4 separate regions of the Mus musculus genome follow, and all the other regions are linked to region 1. Evidence: chromatin contacts called from public Hi-C, HiCAR-type and HiChIP or PLAC-seq data. All regions are on one chromosome and are shown on one strand. The core of a region is the stretch at or near the end of the contact, and the rest is flanking DNA. Distances in the headings are between cores, read along the strand shown. Region 1 holds the start of Ptprz1 (protein tyrosine phosphatase, receptor type Z, polypeptide 1). Region 2 holds the start of Aass (aminoadipate-semialdehyde synthase). Region 3 overlaps Gm38774 (a long non-coding RNA gene). Region 4 has its middle 95 kb from the start of Gm38774.

Region 1 (3,549 bases), core at 856-3,355:
ATCTAATACCAACTAATGAAGAGCTAACATAATCATTCTTATTGCTGGACTATTATTCTCCCAGGATGATGGAGAACCCTTGATAACTGAGATGCACTTGATTACATATGTTTTCCCTGTGTAAACTTAGCTTCTATTTTAATTTTACATCTATCTATCTATCTATCTATCTATCTATCTATTCATTTGGGGGTGGTGCATGCCACAGCATTTAAATAGAAGAGACAGGACAACCTATGAAAGACACTTCTCAGTGAGGCTGGTGCCTTTATCCACTGAGCCGTCTTGCAGTAGCCAGCATCTTCTACTAAGCAGTTGAAGTTCCTTCTGTGTTTCCCTAGGAGTTCAAAGTGAGAAGGCTTAGCATTTCCGGTATGAGCTTCTCCACAAGGAAATCAATGCTTGCCACAGTATGAACATTCTTAGTCTGACGGAAATGACAGTGCTTTCAATATAACATGTGACTTCGGTGGCTTTCAGTTTGGTTTCCAGCCTGTTTGATAATCAGATTCTCCAAATGTCCTTTCTGCAAATCTCTAGGAAAACGTCCCTGCCCACTCCAGCTCACATTCAATAAACACTGTTTTTCATTTTTCCCCCTGAACTCTGGATACACTTCCAGTGGATATACACACCTGTTGGTATGTTAGCAAAAATGACCAGAAATTTTCTTGCCTTATGGAAACTCTCAATCTCTATTATAATCCTCGAGGCATTTCTATTTCAAGGAGTGAGAAGAATAGGGTAAGGGTCAACTTCTTATACCGATATGTGTTCCTAAACAAACACTCTAGCTTCAAGACCCGTCCTTTCCTGACGACATGCATTCACCATCCACGAATCGATAGCAAGCTGCATCATTAGCTCTGTCCATTGACCCCAGTGTTCAGAGGCGGTGGGAATTCTGTGAGAACGGGTAGTCACAGCTGAAACAGACTTGGAATTCCAATTTGTATGCATTAAGCATCCTTTGTATTTTATAAAGCTACAGCACTGGCTTTGAGACAATAACAGAACACAAGAGTACATGCTGTACAGATCCCTACATCAAACGGTACCAGGGATAGTTCCGGAACTTGGTTTTCTCTGCCTTTGAATGTGACTCCCAAAAGGCTCTGAATAGAGTCTCTTATCAGTGTAAAATGTAAAATAACTAAACCCCATCGTGTATATGAAAATCTCACAAATATTTAGGTCGATGTATTTAGGCTATTGACTGACATCACCACCAGTTAACTTGTTTCATGTGGACCTCAACATAATTCAACAAACATTTCAGGAATACCTATTCAACTCCCTACCCCGCCCCCCAAGTCAGGAGTTCAGGTTATAGCACTCACGCTCCTACACAGCAAACAAACACCTCCATAGAAACAGGCTCCTAAGGAAAGAACGACATGCTCAGCTCCGAGGAAGCACAGGGTGTGTATTATATTTCTTTTGTGTACCCTTCAATCTAGCAATTAAAAAAAAAAATCTTTCTACAGGAGGACCCTGTGCAAAGAGACACTTGGGGAGTTCCATCCAGCAGGACCAGGGCAGTGTTGACAGTTCCCCACAGCCGCGCAGAGCAGGACAGAATGATTGGGGTCTAATGAAGGGTCAGCCAGGACCAAATGGTCACAGTAGTGCTGCAAATGATTGGACTTAACTACCCTAATGGTAATGGGAGCTGGAACTACTTTACTCACTAAGAAAATGGAAAGGGGGGCGGGGAGAGCTCAGTTTACCCAGGCCCCCTTCAACCCTTCCGGATAGGACCATCTTGGTAACTGCAGAGACGACAATAAACAAAGAAAAAAGACTTTCCCAGGGGTGAAGTCAAAAGGTCGGCCCCAAGCTGTGCGGGACAATGGGGACCCAGCCTCCTCTTGTGTCTTCCTAGTGGGTGAAGGAGCCTTAATGAAGAGACCTTTTTCACCGCGAAGATTCTAAGCCCCAGCGGGTTCCACCTCCAGCCCTGGGCGGGGGAGGGGCGCGGGGCTGGGACAGGCTGGGCCCCGCCACGCCCCTCTTTCTGCTGCTGCGCGACCCCGGCCCCCGCCTGCGCTCCTGCTCCCCCGCCCCCGCGCACTGCGCGTGCCCAGCCCGGAGCGCGTCCCCGCAATTCCGCGCCGCTGCGCTGCGAGCGCTCAGATCCTGGCCGCTGCAGCCCGCTCAGGCAGGGGACAGCGTCCCGCCTGAAGCCAGGCGCTTGGTCCAGGCTCGGTCCCCGCACCCACGCGCCGCCTAGCCTTGTATTCTCTTCTTCTCTCTTCTCTTCCTCTCTCTCTCTCTCTCTCTCTCTCTCTCTCTCTCTCTCTCTCTCTCTCTATCACTCGTTCACCTAGACCCTGGCCAGTCACCGGCGTCCCCTGCCTCGGTGTCCCCACCCTCTGTACCCTAAGCTGTACCCCTGCGGCTGGCGAGGGGCCGCGGACCGGGCTGGAGATGCGAATCCTGCAGAGCTTCCTCGCGTGCGTTCAGCTCCTGTGCCTGTGTCGCCTGGGTAAGTGATAGGACCTCGGCGGGGCACCCGCGCGGGGCTCAGTCTCTGGGACGCAGCTTGGGTGGGGGATTTCAGAACATTGGGTAGCACCCCAAGAAGAGTTATCCCGAACCTTTCGATGTCACTTGCACCGGCTGCGCCCTCATCCCCTCAACTACCACCTGCTGGGTCCCTCTACTGAGACTCCTTTGGTCAGGACACCTAGACACAGGAGGTCGCCGCCTGTCAGGGTCCCCTCGCATGCGTGCTCTCCATATTGCAAAAAGTGGAAATAGCCTTGTAGACCTACATAAGAGAATGAGTCGGTGACTAGAAATACACTACAGCAGTGGCGAGGGGCTGCGACCTAAACGTTCCTTTCTATGTTGCCACTGTAGTACTGTGGACTTGAACGGAAGGCACACGTGTCTGTCTTGAATTACGCACACGCACCTGAAAGGCACTGAGCTGAACAAGCATCGACCTGACTTTTCTAGTACTTTCAATTTAGTCACGTTCAAGTCCAGGCAGTCACTTACAAAAAAGTTCCAGTCAAATCTCTATGAGCATTCTGCCCCCAGCTTCCAGAGAGAAGAGCTGCAGGTGATGGGCGAACAGGGACACAGCACCTTCGCAGGCGTCCGAACCTTACAAGTGTTAAGTGGATATTACTCTCTGCAGTCAACGGTGTGAATATTTACTGGGAATGAGGGTGCAGACTTAGGTTTCTAAAAAGAAAACAAAAAGTAAAACCTGTCTTTTGTTTTGTTTGTTGTTTTGTTTCCTTATTTTAACTACTAAAAGCCCCTTTCAAATGCCTGTTGGAAGACATTGACCTAAAAATTAGAATGTGTACCTCGATTTGTGAGTATAACTGTTTAGCTCCCATCAGTCCTATAGCCCCACTTTTAAATTTCGTTTATAATAAAGGATATATTAAACATGCACTTCCAATCCGATGGAGAGTGCTCCTCTTAGCACCTTCGCGAACAGAAGTCATTTCTAGTTCTGACTGATGAGACTTGTGTAGGTCACTATGGTGATGACTGCCTGTAATCCACTCTGAGTATTCACCTAACCTC
Region 2 (3,640 bases), core at 1,025-3,524, 260 kb after region 1:
TACAATATATTTATCTGGATTCAAACAGTGCATGTTACATGCATGCATCCAAAAAACACATGCTACCCATTAATAAACTAGAGTTCTATGATTTTGTGAGCCAGTTAAATTTTTTAAAATTACGTATGTAAAAGAAATGACAAAATTTAAATAGACATCATAAAAGCCTAGGCAGTAAAGGATGCATGATGGATACATTAAGAACCAGATTGTCAACTCATCTTCCCTACCCCTGCATACAGAGAAAGAGGTGGGGGGAGAAAAGAGGGAGAGGAAGGGGGAGAGAGAGAATAAATAAATCTTTGAACATAATATCTTTTAAAAGAAAAGGAAAGGTCCCTCTAGCCATATTATCCTGATTCCATTAAGCTCAGGAGAGAGTGGGCAGTGTAGCTACACGTGCACTGGGTGTTTTAGAACATAAATCAGCCCTTTAAATCCAGCCAAAGTACACTAAACAGGAAAGGGAAGCACTAAGAGTCTCACCTGAGTCTGCAGCAGTGGATCATTAACCACACTAACCAGAAGCCAAAGTTTCCAACAGGAGACAGATGAGAGGAGTTTGGCCCCCGACCTGGTCCTAGCACCTGACTTTACTCATTTTGTGCATCATCTACACAATCCGACTAACTCTCCAGGCTGTTCGAGCCTTCATCCCACTAGTGAGCTGAGCCAGTCTCACATGCTGTAGACAATAAATGTGAAACGTTTCCCATCCTGCTGTTTCCCTTAATGTAAGAATAACCACACCCCTAGTAGAAGACACTACCTATCCTTTGCCGCCCTATGATAAATTATGCTTCTCAGGGAGAAAGAAACAAAAAAATTACAAAGCCTGTCTTGAATGCCACTCTTTGGACACGGTGAACATGTAAAATTCATTACCGTTTTAACTCTTTTATTTCAACAAGTTTAAGACGTGTCTTCACATTTTAGCATCCCTGAAGTAAGAATGCATCTTAAATTGAAGACAGCTTACATTCAAGAAATGCAGGAATTGTGATAAGACGTGTGGTTTTTCTAGAAGATTGGGGAAATACCGCCCATAAATAATAAACTCCCTTGTCTTCCTAAGTCACTTTGCAGAGTGACAACCAGATTGCACAGCCAGCAAGTTCTGAGCCCTAGGTCCACTCACCTTCATGGGAGGGAGGAGTGGATAGCAAAATACAGGAATTCATGACCACATACACACACACACACACACCCCACACACACACACACACACACACCAGGCCATCTGTGTTTTGAATAAAGAACTGGAAGGACTGTATAAATCATTGGTCATTCAGTGTGTTGTACCGAGCCTCACCACAGCTACACCTTGTCCAGATTCTCACAATTCATGACCCATAATATCCAAGAAATGACAGTCTCTACAGATTTAGGAACTATTTCATTTATTCATTCATTCTTTCTGTCTCTCTGTGTGTCTCTGTCTCTCTCTGTCTCTGTCTCTCTCTCTCTGTCCCTCCCTCTCCACCCCCCCCACCCCATTCAACCATGCAGAGTTGGTTACAAAGTGTGTCCACAGAGCTCTCTCCTTGAGCACAGCCGCCCAGAGTATCGAGAGTTTTGGACACAACTTGTTTAACTTTTTCATGCCCATCTCAAACGGATTGCAGACAGACCCAGCCAACCAGGTCTCTCTCAGTCACAGTTACTAGCCCTAAACCTGCAGCTAGGACAGGGAAAGTTTGGTATCAGAATTCCACCCAGCCAGGGGGACTAGGAGGAGATCAGAAAGAATCTTGCTCTCTTCATCAACCACTACAGGCAAAGAAGCTTTCAGTCCAAGAATAAATAAGTTATTCACTCTGCAACTTTAATTTTAACACTGACCCGTATTGTCTTCCTCAGCAACAGACCACAACCACCAGAGCCCACCTGCCAAAAAGTGCATGCCCCTCCCCCTTTCTATTCAGAAGCCGTAGAGCTGAGCCTGAAGCCCTTCCTCCCCCCCAGCAAAGCTGGGCAGCGATGCCTAAAGCTTGTGTCACCTCCCTAGTTCTGTCACAGTGAGCTTCGAGGTCGCCCCGCGGCTTTGGGGCGGGAGGCCGATTTCTCGACTAACAGCTGGAGTCCCGCGGCTGAGCTGGGAGCTCCAAGTGCATCCTGCAGGCAGAGGTCGCGCCTGCATCCGAGTCGCCCTCCCGGCCCCCTTCTCACCTTGTAGGTTATGGATCAGTCCCCAGCCACCCAGAGCTCTTGAATCTGGACCCTACAGACTGATTTCCCTGCAAAAAAAATTGACTAGGGGGGCGGGGGCCCAGAAGGAGGAGGAGGTGTTTGCTCAACTTTTAAGTACGTCACAAGTCTTCCTTCCTGCAGCCAATCAACGGTAGCTTTGAAGGAACAACCTTCTCTCCTACCAATCAGCGGTGCTGCCAGGTACTAGGTCATGCCCTGCCCCTGCTCTACCCTGAAGTTCATCTGCCTGAAAGATCTCTGACCCTAGAGCTTACTTAGCTCATGGCATCGGGTTCTCCCTAAATGGCTATTGATCAGGTTTGTAACTCCCTGTGGCAGTAAGCCCACGAGGGTAGGAAAAAAACAGCAAAAAAAGAAATGTCTGGACAGTATCTACTAAGGAAATTTGCATATCTCCTGGAAAAACGTTGCAATTGCTTGTGTCTTGTTTGTTTTGCGAAGCACACTTTACAGAGCCTTTTCACAGCTTAGGAAGCTCAGCCCAATGGAAGTTTTCTCGTGTTTTAAGAATCCTAATAGCGGAGGACCTGGAGAGCACGGGGTACAGTACACTCCATTCAAGGAACAGAAGTTTAGGGATGACAAATGTATTACAATTTCCAGTATTGCTGAAATGCGAGTTTCGTAAAGACTAGCCTCAGTGACGGCGGAGCCTTGGGGTCATAGCCAGAAGGGTTTGACCCTCCTGTTTCACAAGTTCCTCCTCCATTTAGACTTGTTAGAAGGCAAGTTTCTGAAAATAAGCCCAAAGTGCTGGATAGTTTGTGTCAATTTGATACAGGCTAGAGTCATCAGAGAGGAGGGAGCCTCAGCAAGAAAAATGTCTCCATAAGATCGGGCTATAGGCAAAATTGGCGATTCATGGGAGAAGACCTATTGTGATTGATGTTATCCTGGAGGTCCTGGGTTCTGTAAGAAAGTAGGCTGAGCAAGCCACTGGAAGCTAGCCAGTAAGCAACACCCCTCCATGGCCTCTGCAACAGCTCCTGCCTCCAGGTTCCGATTGAGTTCCTGTCTTCATTACTTTTGATGATAAGCTGTTATATGGAAGTAAACTAAACCCTTTTCTCCTAGTTGTTTTTTTGGTCATGGTGTTTCATCACAGTGATAGACTCCCTAACTAAGACAAACTGACTAGACAAGCTGGTACCAGAATAGTGGGGTATTGCTGTGAGAGACCAGGCAGGCAGACACATGCACATGTAGGTGAAACACACATAAAATAAAATAAATCTTTTTTAAAAGAAAGAAAAGCTATTGAGTGTTGAGGTCTCAAAGGGCTGTTTGGTAGGAGTTTGGAAGATAAGAACACTGAGGACAGTGCAGACAATGGAGGTCTGGCTTGTCAAGTTTCAGAGAGAAATTTAAAAATTCTACCAGGGCCATTTGTTATTTTGAATTAAGATGCTCTGGTTCTTGTTAGCTGGGG
Region 3 (3,510 bases), core at 549-3,048, 290 kb before region 1:
ATATTGCTGGGGTAGGTCTCTCAAGGAGGCCTTCCATAATGTTTCTCTCTAATCCTCCTTGGTCCAAATACAGCTCACTATGGAAATTTAATGAATCCTGGGATCATGTGTCATACTGATTTGTTACTTTCGAGATTTTCTCTGAAAAGCACTTCTTTTATATTTACCCAAATTGCCACTACCACAATATGTCTTGTAGAATCTCTATGTGATAATCATGGAAATGACCACTATGTCACCAATATCATTAGTGACATCACTTATTTTCCTAGTTCCGGGGTACTGCAATCTCATGGAAAGGATCTGAGAGCAGTGCCACTGTAGCTGATCCACTTCCATCAGAAAGAGCTCCCTCCATGCCCTTTGTGATCAACTGCTATTTTGAGTGTCCACTGGAATCGTGAAGAGAAAGCACATTACATTTTTGTCATTCTATTTTTAAGACATCCTCTTGCTTTTGAAACTAGGGACACTAGGGAGAATGTCTGGAAAGTGACCAGTATACATAACCTTATTTATCATATATGTGGTGTTCAAAGTGCACCATTTGAGGATATAGTTCCTAAATATTTTTTATTTGTTCATTTTCTTTGTGTGTGTGTATGTGTGTGTGTGTGCACGTGCGTGCGTGTGTACTGTCTCTGTGCTCATGTGCCATGGCATAAATGTGTAGGTCAGAGGACATCTTGTAGGAGTTAGCTCGATCCTTCAACCATGTGGGTCCCAGGAATTGAATTCAGATCCTCAGACTTGGGAACTTGATCTGCTGAGTCATCTCACTAACCCTGTTGGCAGCTGAACAAAAAAATGTCACCCATAGGCTGAGGAACTAGAACTCTTGTTCCCCAGTTGCTAGTGCTGTTTGTGGAGGATATGAAGCTTTTGAGAGGTGCAGTACAATGTTGCTGGAGATAGTCCATCACTATATTGAGGTGGGGATGGGGGTTGAGGCTGTATAGACTCACCCAATACATACTTGCTCTTTGCTTCCTGTATGCAGTTGAGATGTGACCTCTCAGCTCCCTACTCCTGCTGCCATGATTTTCCTGCCAATATGGACTTCCCTTCTAGAAGTGTAAGCCATAGTAGACTGTCTTCTATAAGTTGTCTGTGATCATGTTTTATTACACTAATTAAGAAATAACTAATATAGGCCTCTAAGGGGAGGGAGTTTCTGAACAGAAGGTATAAAACTCTCTCCAGTTTACACTGTCATTCTTGCAGATGTTATATAGACTTATGATGCTACATCGTTCTCTCTGTTTCTATTATTGCTTTCAACCCTCTTCTCTTCTTCCATGTAATTATTTTTTTGTTGTTGTTGTTCTAGAGATTTCAAGTATGTTGTTTCGTTAGTAGCATGAGAGCTCTCCCATTTTTTTTAAATAGCACTTGGTGCTATGAGCTTTTTTCTTAGCACTGTTTTCATTGTGTTGTATAGGTTGGGTATGCTGTAAATTAATCTCCATAGAATTCTAAAGAGTCTTTAGTTTTATTCTTTATTTCTGTCTTGACCAACTTTTTATTCAGTGGAGAGTTAGTTGTTCAATTTCCATGAGTTTGTAAGCTTTCTGTTGTTCTTGATATCCAGCTTTAATCTATTCTAGTAAGATAGGATTCAGGGAATTTGTTTCAATTGTGTAACCTCCCCCAGCCAGAAGCAGGCTGAGCCAGACCTTGACCTTACTGTCACTAAGGAGATTACCTAGGGTGGAGCCTTTCTCCCTAGATCACTCTATTGTTCAGCCACCGCCTAGTTCCCCTCTCTTTCAGCCCCGGCCTGCCACTAGGGTGTACCTGGTTCCTGTGAGCTGTGGGCCCGCTCACAACACAATTGATTTTGTTTCTGTTGATACTTGCTTGGTGTCCAAGTATGTGGATAATTCTGAGAGTTCCATAAAGTTCTGAGAAGAAAGCATCTTCCTTTGTGTTTGGGTGAAATGGTCTGTAAACACCAGTTAAGTCCGTTTGGTTTACCATGCCTGCTATCTCCAGTATTCTGTTTAGTTTTCGCTCGACAACCTGTCCCTTGGTGAGAGGGATGTATTGAAGTCTCTCACTTTCAGGGTGTGATGCTCAGTATGTGATTTAAGCTGTAGTAATGTTTCATTCACAGACTTGGGTTTCCTTGTGTTTGGAACATAGATATTCAGAATTGAAATGCTATCTTAGTGTATTTTTCCTTTGGTGTGTTTGCAGTGTCCTTCCTTTTATCTTTTGATTAGTTTTGATTTGAAATCTATTTTGTTACATATTAAAATGGTTATACTATATCTTCTTAGGTTCTTTTGCTTGAAATATCTTTTGTAAATCCTTGACCCTGAGGTAATGTCTATACTTGATGTTGAGGTGTACTTGTATGCAGAAGAAGGATGGATCCTGTTTTCACATCCATTCTGTTAGTTGTGTGTGTGTGTGTTTGTGGTTAGTTAACTCTATTGATGTTGAGATATATTAATGATTGTTAATTCCTATTATTTTGTTGTTGGTGGTGGTAATGGTAGTGGTGGTGCTGGTGGTAGTTAGTGTGTGTGTTTGTTTCTCTTGTTTTGATTTTGCTGGGGTGAGATTATTTATTTCGTATGGGGTATTTTTTGGGAGTAGTCAATCTCCATCACCTAGAGTTTTCCTTCTAGCACTTTCTATCAGGTTAGATTTGAAGACAGTTATTGTTTAAATTTAACTTTATCATGGAATATCTTGTCTTCTTTATCTATGGTAATTTCTAGTCCTATTTTTTTAACTTTGGTCTTTTCATAGTATCCCAGATTTCTAGGATGTTTTGTATGAGGAGTTTTTAAGATTCAACATTTTCTTTGACTGATGTATCCATTTCTGCTATCATATCTTCAGTGCCTGTCTCAGGATACTGAGATGTCTTTGATCTCTTGTATTCTGTTGATGAGACTTGCCTCTGTAGTTCCTGTTCAAATTTCTAAATTTTTCATTTTCAGATTGTCCCCAGTTTGTATTTTCTTTATTGCTTCTATTTCCATTTCCAGGTTTTGAACAGTTTTATGAGTTTCCTTCAACTGTTTGTGTTTTCTTGGCTTTTAAAAAGGGAATTATTCATGTCCTTCAGTTGTTTGTGTTTCCTTGGATTTCTTTAAGGGATTTATTCATTTTTCTTCTTAAGGGCTTTTATCCTTTTATAACCTTTACATCCTTGTAACTTTTATAACTTTCATATTCTTTATAACTTTTAGATCTTTTATAACCAACCTTTTCTCTCTGGTTTAAAGGTCTTTCTCTTGTGCTTCATCTATGTTGGAATAGTCAAGGCCTGCTTTGGGAAGATAGCTGGATTGGAGTGATGCCATATTGCCCTTGTTGACGTTTGTGCTTTTAAGGTAGTGTCTTAGCTTCTTGTTTGGGGTGAATAAAGGTCTGCTGATTTGTGGTTTTGTCTTTGTCAGGTCAGTGTTTTGTTCCTTGGTGTCTGTTTCCTTTCTGGAATTTCAATGAGTGTGATAGCTGTCTGTTGCTGGCTTTCTTTGCCTGTTCAGCTGG
Region 4 (3,358 bases), core at 800-3,299, 340 kb before region 1:
TTGATTAGTCTAAAACAGCTACAAGTTATGGGATATCCTTCCTATATTTAGGTATGCGGCTTCAGTGCTGATCCAACACATATAGACATCTTTTGAGGGTTCTTGCAAGATATTGTTTCTTATTAAAAAGAGTAGCCCTTAGGAGGAAGGCCTTTTTGGTGACATCCAACTTGCTTCCTTGTTTGAATACAATCATGTGAGTATGTAAAATTCAGAGCTGTGGAGGGCATGTTGCAACCCCACATACCACATAACAGAAATTTGAAAATAATTTTGTTCATGGACAGAGTGATCTATGGAAATAATGCTGGTTGCATCCTCAGACTTTGTGCCCAAATACTCACTAGCCTTCTGTTTTCAGTAGCTTTATCTGAGTGATGCCGATTAACCTTAAATCATTCAAACTGATACCTATACCTATAGACGGAGCTCCGGGCCGACACGTATCTCCCGCAGGAGACAGAGGTGTTGACCACATGGTGGAGCCAAAATGGAACGTATCTCACACAGGACACAGAGGTTTCGACCGCCTGTTCTTTTCTAATGAAAGACAGAAAAAAAGTGGATCTGGAGGAGAGGGGAGGTGGGGAGAAGCTGGGAGTGGAGAGAGGGGAAACTATAATCAGGATATACTGTTTGAGAAAAGAAACCATGTTTGACAAACAAACAAATTGGTGTGTTAAGGTAAAAAAAAATCTGGTCAATTTTTTTGTGTTTATTCATAGTTTTGCCCAGTTATATTTTTGTTAGATATCTGGGTTGTTTTTTTTTTTAAAATACACCAAGGGCCTTTTTCCTGTTGAGGTACTACAGGTCCAATAGAGAGTCACATGCATACTAGGGACCACTCTACCTCTGAGCTGTGTCTTATCCCTTTGTTTTTTAATAAAGGTTCTTGCTGTGTAACTGTGTAGCCTTAAACTCTTGTTTCTCTTGAGTACTGCGATCAGAGGTGTGTATCAATAAACCTGGCAATAAATACTCTGAGGAGAAAGTAATCATACTTTAAAGCTTTACTTTAGGAAATATTGGGAGCAGCATTGCTGCTCTATACCCTGTAAGGTTGTGCCATCCATGCTGTCTGCAAAGGAGCTGAGTGGTCTCTTTGTCTTTCTTTTCTCTTACCTGAGCAGTCTCAAGTCACTTGTGCCCCTTCTCTGCAGCATTGCTCAGTGGTACAACCCACAATCTTCAAGCTTACAGAGCAGCTCTCTTTTGTTTCTGGAATACAAGTGTGTGTGTGTGTGGGTACAGGGGGAGTTGGGAGGGCTGAGTGGCCATGCCTCAGGGGCCTGAACACTGTTATTCATCACCACAGCAGATTTTTGGGTAGAGGACACACTGCTGAAGTACTGATTGATCCTGTATAAGTGCACACTCATGTGTAAGTGCACACTCAAGCCTTCCTGAGTACATTTACTCTTTGCTTGCTCTCATTTGTATTATGAGGCAACTTAAAGTGTGGAGCCTGGGATCTGGGCACAAAGGTTATCACTCCTGACCTGTGCTTTAGTTTGGGAAGACCATGCCTTATGTCGCAATGAAGGAAAACCGAGAACATTCCGAACTTGTATTTTCTAGGTGTAACGGTTGCTTTTCTTAATGCTGTTGGAAAAAAATCTTACAAAAGCCATTTAAATATAACTGCTCACAGTTTGAGGGTACATGCTGTCATTTCTGGGAAGTCACAGTGGCAGGAGTGTGAGGCAGCTGGTCACATTTGTTCACAGTGAAGGAACAGAGGCCGGGGGATGCTAGTATTCAGCAAGCTTGCTCACTTTCCTGTTTAGTACAAGACCCAACCTTGTACTGAGGGAAGGGTACCACCCACATTCCTGTGGGTATTACCATGTGGTTAGTTCAGTTAATCCAACCTTGACATTGCTGAAAGGTTTGCAGTCTAGGTGATTCGAGACAGGGTCAGGTTGACTGTCAATGATAAGCATCTTCTAGGCAGTCTTTGCCATAACAAATTTTGCCTATAACTGCATTAGTATAGAGTTAAATGAAATTCGAATATGCTGTTCTCTGTGCTAACAACTGTTTCCTGCATGTTTACCCTTCCGGGATGCACGGTGGGAATGTATAATATGTTCCCTTGATAGAGTCTATTTGTATTGTATAGCAATTTAAACACACATGTGAATTAATATAAAAGAAAAGGCCATTGTGGATATAAACACCAGATGGATTCTATATAAAACCTCATCCTACAAGGGATTTATTTTGGAATGAATCAATTATCCAAAGCATGGTGACACATTCCAATTTGTTGCTAGAGCTTTTGATTCTCATAGAATTTGGTCCTTTCTTTGGCCCTATTACTCAGTACTCATGATGCTGTTACCTGTTAAACTCACCACAATGTTGATGTTCCTATTTCGTATCATCACACAGCTTGTAAGAAAACTGAGTAAACTGAGTATAATGACCTGGCAATTTTTGTTGGTTTGCAGAAAAAAAGTTTGTATTTGCCACAAAACTAGATCCCTCATCTGTGAATATATCCTTGGTTGTTAAACTTGGGGAGGAGTTTGTCCTGAGTGCTCAGAGAAAGGTTGCAAGGTGTAAAATGTCTAGAACTGGCTAAGCTTGGCAACAGGGAACCAAGGTTCCAGTTCTAGTTATATCCCCTCTTGTGATTTGGCCTAAGTCATATATTGCTTTCATTTATATGGTAGGTTTCTGGAGGATTTCTAGGTTCAGCTGAGTAACTGTGTCATTTGTGTAGGGAGGGTCACGGGAGAGAGCTCAACCGAATCACTGGGGATGTACTGGGGTCTGCTGTAGTGTGCCATCATCAGATGTGGTTGCCTGTAGATGTTGGAAGGAAGGGAGGGAGGGAGGGAGGGAGGGAGAGAGGGAGGGAGGGAGGGAGGGAGGGAGGGAGAGGTGTAGAGGAGGAAAGGAAATAAAACCAAACCAAAGAGTCTCAGCGCAGAATCCTTACGATCACCTAAGTTTATCCAGCAAGAATAAGTCTTGTTTTTTTTTTTTAATATGTGAATATGATTTATTTTGTATACAAGCCAAATGACTTCTTTCCATGCCACGTTAATATTATCTCTCCGCCTCCAACATCATGACTTGAGTTGGTACGATGCTTACTATTCTCCTTGGGAAGTCAGACTTGGGGGCTGGAGAATTGGCTCAGTGGTTAAGAATACTTGTTGCTCTTGCAGAAGAGACGAGTTTGGTTCCCAGCATCCACACGACAGCTCACAACCATCCGTCCCTTCAGTACCAGTGGATCCAATACTCTCTTCTGACTTCCTCAGACACAAGTTATACACATGGTGCCAGACCTACACACAGAGAAAACATTCAAACACATAAAATTAATAAAATGAATAAATCT

What was found. A called contact is a pair of places that touch in the nucleus more often than the background predicts. HiCAR-type assays count read pairs that join an accessible place to other places. HiChIP or PLAC-seq counts read pairs in DNA pulled down with a chosen protein or histone mark.
Region 2: a Hi-C map of extraembryonic endoderm stem cells shows a contact between it and region 1, with 2.7 times the contacts expected there. The contact joins the promoter of Aass here to the promoter of Ptprz1 in region 1. A contact is called at or near these places in 1 of 39 promoter capture datasets (stem cell-derived epiblast-like cells) and 1 of 484 Hi-C or Micro-C datasets (extraembryonic endoderm stem cells).
Region 3: a HiCAR-type map of embryonic stem cells shows a contact between it and region 1, with 3 times the contacts expected there. The contact joins the enhancer-like site here to the promoter of Ptprz1 in region 1. A contact is called at or near these places in 2 of 39 promoter capture datasets (hippocampal neurons and stem cell-derived epiblast-like cells), 3 of 484 Hi-C or Micro-C datasets (cortical neurons, forebrain and nephron progenitors), 7 of 115 datasets of contacts at active chromatin or transcription factors (embryonic basal ganglia, embryonic forebrain, embryonic stem cells and 3 more) and 1 of 9 other capture datasets (embryonic stem cells).
Region 4: an H3K27ac HiChIP or PLAC-seq map of VIP interneurons shows a contact between it and region 1, with 4 times the contacts expected there. The contact joins the enhancer-like site here to the promoter of Ptprz1 in region 1. A contact is called at or near these places in 8 of 39 promoter capture datasets (embryonic stem cells, frontonasal cranial neural crest, hippocampal neurons and 4 more), 5 of 115 datasets of contacts at active chromatin or transcription factors (VIP interneurons, astrocytes, embryonic forebrain and 2 more) and 1 of 9 other capture datasets (embryonic stem cells).

Annotation. Positions count from the first base shown.
Region 1 is chr6:22,873,397-22,876,945 of GRCm38.p6, forward strand. It overlaps Ptprz1 (protein tyrosine phosphatase, receptor type Z, polypeptide 1), which reads left to right and starts at 2,106. Exons shown (of 30, transcript NM_001081306.1): 1 at 2,106-2,488. The coding sequence starts at 2,431.
Region 2 is chr6:23,130,712-23,134,351 of GRCm38.p6, forward strand. Aass (aminoadipate-semialdehyde synthase) reads right to left here and starts at 2,275. Exons shown (of 24, transcript NM_013930.4): 1 at 2,170-2,275.
Region 3 is chr6:22,583,278-22,586,787 of GRCm38.p6, forward strand. The region is part of intron 1 of Gm38774 (a long non-coding RNA gene); the gene reads right to left. Among named protein-coding and RNA genes, the nearest start is that of Gm38774, 49 kb to the right of the region's middle. Within about 2 kb of position 1,799, at least 5 of the 459 cell types and tissues checked have an H3K27ac peak or open chromatin away from gene starts, as enhancers often do. A contact at or near this core is called in embryonic stem cells, where this site is marked.
Region 4 is chr6:22,536,997-22,540,354 of GRCm38.p6, forward strand. No RefSeq gene overlaps it. Among named protein-coding and RNA genes, the nearest start is that of Gm38774, 95 kb to the right of the region's middle. Within about 2 kb of position 2,050, at least 8 of the 459 cell types and tissues checked have an H3K27ac peak or open chromatin away from gene starts, as enhancers often do. A contact at or near this core is called in VIP interneurons, where this site is marked.